Regions from separate parts of the Mus musculus genome. Here region 1 is linked to region 2. Evidence: chromatin contacts called from public promoter capture Hi-C data. All regions are on one chromosome and are shown on one strand. Each heading gives the region's core, a stretch centred on a gene start, on an enhancer-like site or on the middle of the called end of the contact. The rest is flanking DNA. Distances are from core to core; before and after follow the strand shown. Region 1 holds the start of Il19 (interleukin 19). Region 2 holds the start of AA986860 (expressed sequence AA986860).

Evidence for each region. Capture Hi-C pulls out chosen DNA fragments and counts their contacts.
Region 1: a promoter capture Hi-C map of adipose tissue shows a contact between it and region 2. The contact joins the promoter of Il19 here to the promoter of AA986860 in region 2. A contact is called at or near these places in 2 of 39 promoter capture datasets (the C10 cell line and the HPC-7 cell line) and 3 of 9 other capture datasets (adipose tissue, liver and pancreatic islet).

Annotation. Positions count from the first base shown.
Region 1 is chr1:130,938,736-130,941,435 of GRCm38.p6, forward strand. It overlaps Il19 (interleukin 19), which reads right to left and starts at 1,380. Exons shown (of 6, transcript NM_001009940.2): 1 at 1,317-1,380; 2 at 363-543; 3 at 182-244. The coding sequence starts at 506.
Region 2 is chr1:130,730,716-130,733,415 of GRCm38.p6, forward strand. AA986860 (expressed sequence AA986860) reads left to right here and starts at 1,261. Exons shown (of 4, transcript NM_177604.3): 1 at 1,261-1,508.

The DNA of each region.
Region 1 (2,700 bases), core at 130-2,629, 210 kb after region 2:
AAGTCACTGGGATACTGATGTGCCCAAACTGCTTAGATGACAAAGAAGGCTGGACATTTAAGAGAGTACTAGGGGCCTGGAGAGATGGCTCAGCTGTTAAAGACTAGGCTCAATCAACAACATAAGGGAGTACTGGTCAGGGAGTCGATTCTTAGCACAAGAGACACAAACCAAATGGTACCTTAATGCTCCTGAGGTTCTCCAGGGACAGGATGGTGACATTTTTAAAGGTGTCCTTAGTTTGCTGTGAAGAACGGGACAGACATCAATGAGAACCCTCTACATTTTCAGGATCCCTAACAAGGAACTGGCAGGAACTTGCCTTGTGCTCTAAGATGTAAGGTCAGACAACCCATGCTCACCATGGCTCTCTTGATCTCGTGGAAACTCTTTTCTATGAGGCGCATGTCCACAGAAATCAGACATCTCCTAAGACTGTAGATATGAACTGAGCAGAGAATCAACGTCATGCCCAGGAGCCAGGTAGACGCGCACTGTGTCTTCATGTCTTCTGCAAAGGTGAAAGTCAGCTGTCCACCTAGACTGCAGAGATTGATTTTCTAATTCTCTGGCAAAACAAGGAGATAAAACCCCACTGGCAAGGGAAGTTGGTAGGCGGCATCGCCCTCCCCAGTTTGCTCCTTCTAAAAGAGTCCGGTCATCTTGGGCCATTCAGATACAGCAGGAGGCAGCTCTTGTCCTAAAAACCTCTGCACAGTTACCTTGTTTCGGGTGACACCTACACATGTGTCTGGCGAGGTTTGTTCCTCTCCGTGTCTCACCAAGGAGGGAACTAAGAATTAGGGGGATAAAATGGGTTGCCAGAGCTGACGTGGTCAGCTGGCCACTATACCCACCTCCTTGTGGCCAAGCCTCCTATTTACAAAGCAATGTCTCCTCTTCGAGCATAGCTATCACTACCTCCCCTGGAGACCACAGCTTCACACCAGATGGAAACCCATTTCTGACCAGGTCCCACCGAACCAGGAAATGGACTTTGTATTTAAAAAAGAGAGTTAATACTCAAAAGGTTAGGCTCCTGGAATGAAAATTCCATAGTTTATTTAATTCCGTCATACTCTATTTTCTGCTCTTCCTTCTCTCCATTTCCTTTTGTTAAAAAAAGAAGGTACAAGAAAATTCACACACACACACACACACACACACACACACACACACACACACACACTGTGGCACGCTTCCACATTCCACAAAAACCTTGTTCGTTCTCTTGGGCAACCCAAGTCAGGCACAGTGGTAACCCCTGTAGTCTGGATGACCCCAGGGAAGCCCCGGATAGCCCAGGCCAGCCTCACCTCTCCTGGTGTCTCCTGCTCCAGCAGAGTCCTCTCTCCCTGTGCTCTTTGCCACTTAGAAACTGCAGCTCACTTTTATGTGGTGGATGAGAGGAAATGCTGTCAAGGTTTGCTGGGTGGGTCCACCTTCAGGAGATTCCCCTCCCCCCATTTCTTTAGTATTTCATTTTCTTAATTGTTTTCATTTCTTTCTCCCCCCCCCACCCCCGCTTTGTTAAACAACTGATTAATCATTATTAAGAAATACCTCCTTTTTTTCCCCTGAGTTTTGACACATTGCTTCTGGGAAAAATAAACTCCCATCACCATGCAAATGAGAATTACTTGCAATTTTGTGTTCATGGTGAAAAATCCAAGTTAGGCCACTTTCCTAGGAGCTGTGGCAAGGTACCAACCGTACCCTGCAGGCACAGTCAGGAAAGCCCTGTGTGGATGGCCTGGCTTTGTCAGCAGCCAACTTCCTGAGACTCTGCAGGTCCTCTGGCTCTGACACAAGTCATCTCTCTGATGCCTCACACAACTCTGGAGGACCTACCACACGCCAGGCTCTTTTTTTTTTTACCGGCATGACTTTGCTTAACTCCTTAGGGACAAATCTTTTTTCTCCTATAGGCAAAAGACTGGGAGTTTTGTTTATTTGTTTGTTTTTTGTTGTTTGTTTCATGTCATCTCTTTCTGCTTGATCTTGTCCCTTGGAAGTCCCCTTCGTTCTTGATTGGTGCAGAGAGAAATGAGAGTGAGCAGTGCAGTTCCTTCAAGAAATTAGTGGCAGAGCTGGGAACAGAACTTACGGCCCTTATACTGGGCCCAGAGGATCCTTTAGGCAAGTCACTTTCTTACTTATTACCACTCTCCATCAGGAAGCTTTTCAGGGGTCGGGGTTTTATGTGACAGAAAGACGAGGTATAATTGTGTCCTCACAGATAGTTATTTTCTCTCGGAGACACTCTCTCTCTTTGAGGCTGCCTGCGCCACTATGGATGGCCTCATTCCCGTGCACATATGGAACTCGAAACACTAATTGAACTCAGAAGGTTATTAATAAACAAAAAATGAAAGAGAGGCAATGAAGCTGGAAGGGAGATGAGGTGAGGCAGTGGCACTAGGAGGAGCTGGAGAAAGGGAGCGATGGAGGGAGATGACCAAAAGGTATAATAAATATAAATAAATATAAATGAGCAAACATTTCAAAGAATAGATAAGAATATTATTTTAAAAACTAGTTTCTTCCCCAAAGTAACTCTGGCATGGGGTTTAATCAAAGAGCTCTCTTGCTCTCGCTCTTTCTCTCTCTCACACACACGGTAGGTGTAGAACCTACTCCTGCTATTAAGCTAAGAAGACAGAGGAGTAGAAGAAAAGAGAGAATAACTGGAAGGTATTG
Region 2 (2,700 bases), core at 11-2,510:
CCAGCACGGTGTGCCATTGAACTGAAACCCAAACAAGTCCTTCCTCCTTTACATTGCTTTCACCAGAGCATCCAGTCACAGAATCGGGAACAGTAACTGTGAAGCAAGCTGGGAGTGGACAATCTGGATTAAAATATCTGCTCTACTACTACTTGGGAAATATCAGGCATGTCATTTAACCTCCTGGTGAGGTGTGGGCTGTAAGAATTGGGCAATGCTTCTAAGTTGGAGCAAAAGTTAAATAAGACATAGAAATGCTTAAGGTAATAGCCAGCATACAGCAGGGGCTTAAACTGAGTGGTTCGTGCATGAGGTATTTTGGTTTGGTTTTTCTAATTTTTCTTTTCTTTTTGCTGCTGGCAAGTGATACACCTTTAAAAGTTGAAGGTTACTGGGGATGGCCTATATTCAGCCTATATTCAGGGAAATAGCAGAACTGCTGTCTGGCAAGTGGCCTCTGTACCTGGAGGTGATTTCTTCCAGGAAGCAGGAGGCTCCCTGACCTACTCTTTTCCATAAGCATGCCAGACATTTCCCCTCAAAAGAAGTACTTGCTAGACTGGTTGGCAGCTGACTTTATTTTTGTTTAATATCTATTGCCACCTTCTCGAAGCAGCCAAAAGGGACCAGAGACCCAAATGACAGAGTTCAAGTGCTATATCTCCTTTTTGGCTGATCAAGCTTTTTTTTTTTTTTTTAAATCCGGAAAATACCTCCTATAGGAGAGAGAGAGAGAGAGAGAGAGAGAGAGAGAGAGAGAGAGAGATTAGTTTTATTTCCCCAGAAACAAAAAAGCCAGGACAGTTGTCAGCAAGCTCTGGGGACTGGGTGACTCAGCTACATCCCTAACCTTGAGACCCTTGAAACCTCTTCTGGATATGAAACTGTCAATGACTGAGCAGTTAGAAAAGCTGGTTACAAAATTAGGCACCAGAATGGCAGGCAGTCTGGAGAATACTTTCAGCTTCAAGTGGAGGAAGGCTTGTCTAAACAACAAATCCGGTTCTCAGTGGGCCCATAGAGCGCAGCAGACTGATGCGTTCCTTTCAAGACGGAAAGTCGAGTCCCATTGATCTGCCTCCACCCTGCCAAACTCTCTTTACTCTCCTTCCACTCAGCTCAAACCAGCTCCAGCCTTCTACCACGCCTACCCTTTCTTTGTAGCAGTTCATTGGCTCTCTAAGTAAAGAGGGGGTGGGGTGGGGAGGCGGGGGCAGGAGGTGATTGACCAAGACAGAGAAGCACCTCCTGGCTGATTCCCCTCCTGAGTCCTCCCTGACTGAACAGCTGGAATGAGGAGTAGGGAGGGAAGCTAGGATTGGCTTAGAGTCAGTAGCAGGGTGTGTCCATGCAGCGCGGGTGAAGCTTTTACCTGTCTAGGTAAGTCAGGAGGAGGTCAAAGGAAGAAACCAGTAGGAGACACGGCCTGAGAGGCAAGCGGTCTCCATCTCTGCCCTCTGGAATAGAAGGGCATTACGTTCTTGTCTTCAGACCCCAACCCAGAGAAGGTGAGTCAATCACTAACCAACTATTGCTTATTCTGCAGCAAGGGAAAAGCTTTTAAGGGAAGGCAAAGCTATATATAGGGCTGTGCTGGGGAGTGCTGTAAGAGTGTCTGACCCTTTACACCGGACCTGGGGTTTTCAATCTCTGTTGATCAAATCTCTCCGTTAGCCTGAGATTTTCCAGAATTGGAATATTTTTATGGAGGACCGGGGGACATCTCTTCCGTTTCTTTATTTAACTTACATAATCATATTGAACAAACAGAAGCCAGACCCAGGCATGGTGGTATCCACCCATAATCATAGTACTCTGAAGATGGAGGATGGAAAGTTTGAAGCCAGGCTGCTGGGAAATACAGCAAGTTCCAGGCTAGCCTATCCTACCTGGAAAGACCTGACTCAAAAAAAAAAAAAAAAAAAAAAAAAAAACCAACAACAAAATCCACCTTTTCCTAGAATTTGGAAATTTCCATCTCTAGAGCACTAAGATGAAGTAGTGATTTTGAAAGGGATGGAGTGACTGGATAATTGGAGCACAGGGAGTCAAATGGAGGGGAGGGTCATGTGAGTGAGCCAGGTACCTTAGTTTTCCATTCCATTTGTAAAAGGAAATTCTCCATGGCTCAGTGTCTATCTTTATTTAAATAAGGGGTGCAGTGTGTGTGTTAGTTGATAATGGCGCACTCTGTGCAGATATGTAAAGTCTGAACCGAGCTAGATTATTTGCAAGGAGAATTGAGGCTTGGAAATATGGAGGAAACTCCAACTCCAGCTAGCATTTTATCTTTGGAAAACCCACAAATATTCTAACTCCGATCAAATTTACTCAGGGTCTACTAGCTAGTTAAATCTCTGATTTTACCTGTTGATCGATGTAGACCAAAAAAAAAAAAAAAGTTACTTGGCCATGCTGGGCCTCACCCACATTTTATTTCATCTCAACATACCAAACCTAGCCAGACTTCCAACTGGGGCTCAGGTCAGAGTGATGCGGCAGAGTCCATAGGAGTAGAGGCTTGGGTGGGGCTTATGCTTCGTGTTTCTTCAGATGTCCCTGTGGACACAAAGTGTAGCTGGAGCATCTGTCTAAAGAAGCTGCCACGGAAGTGCAGTCAGGGGAGCAATAAGCTCGCTCCCATCAGCACGGAGGTCAGCACACAGCAGCGAACTTTACCTCTGGCCTTCTGCACAGAAA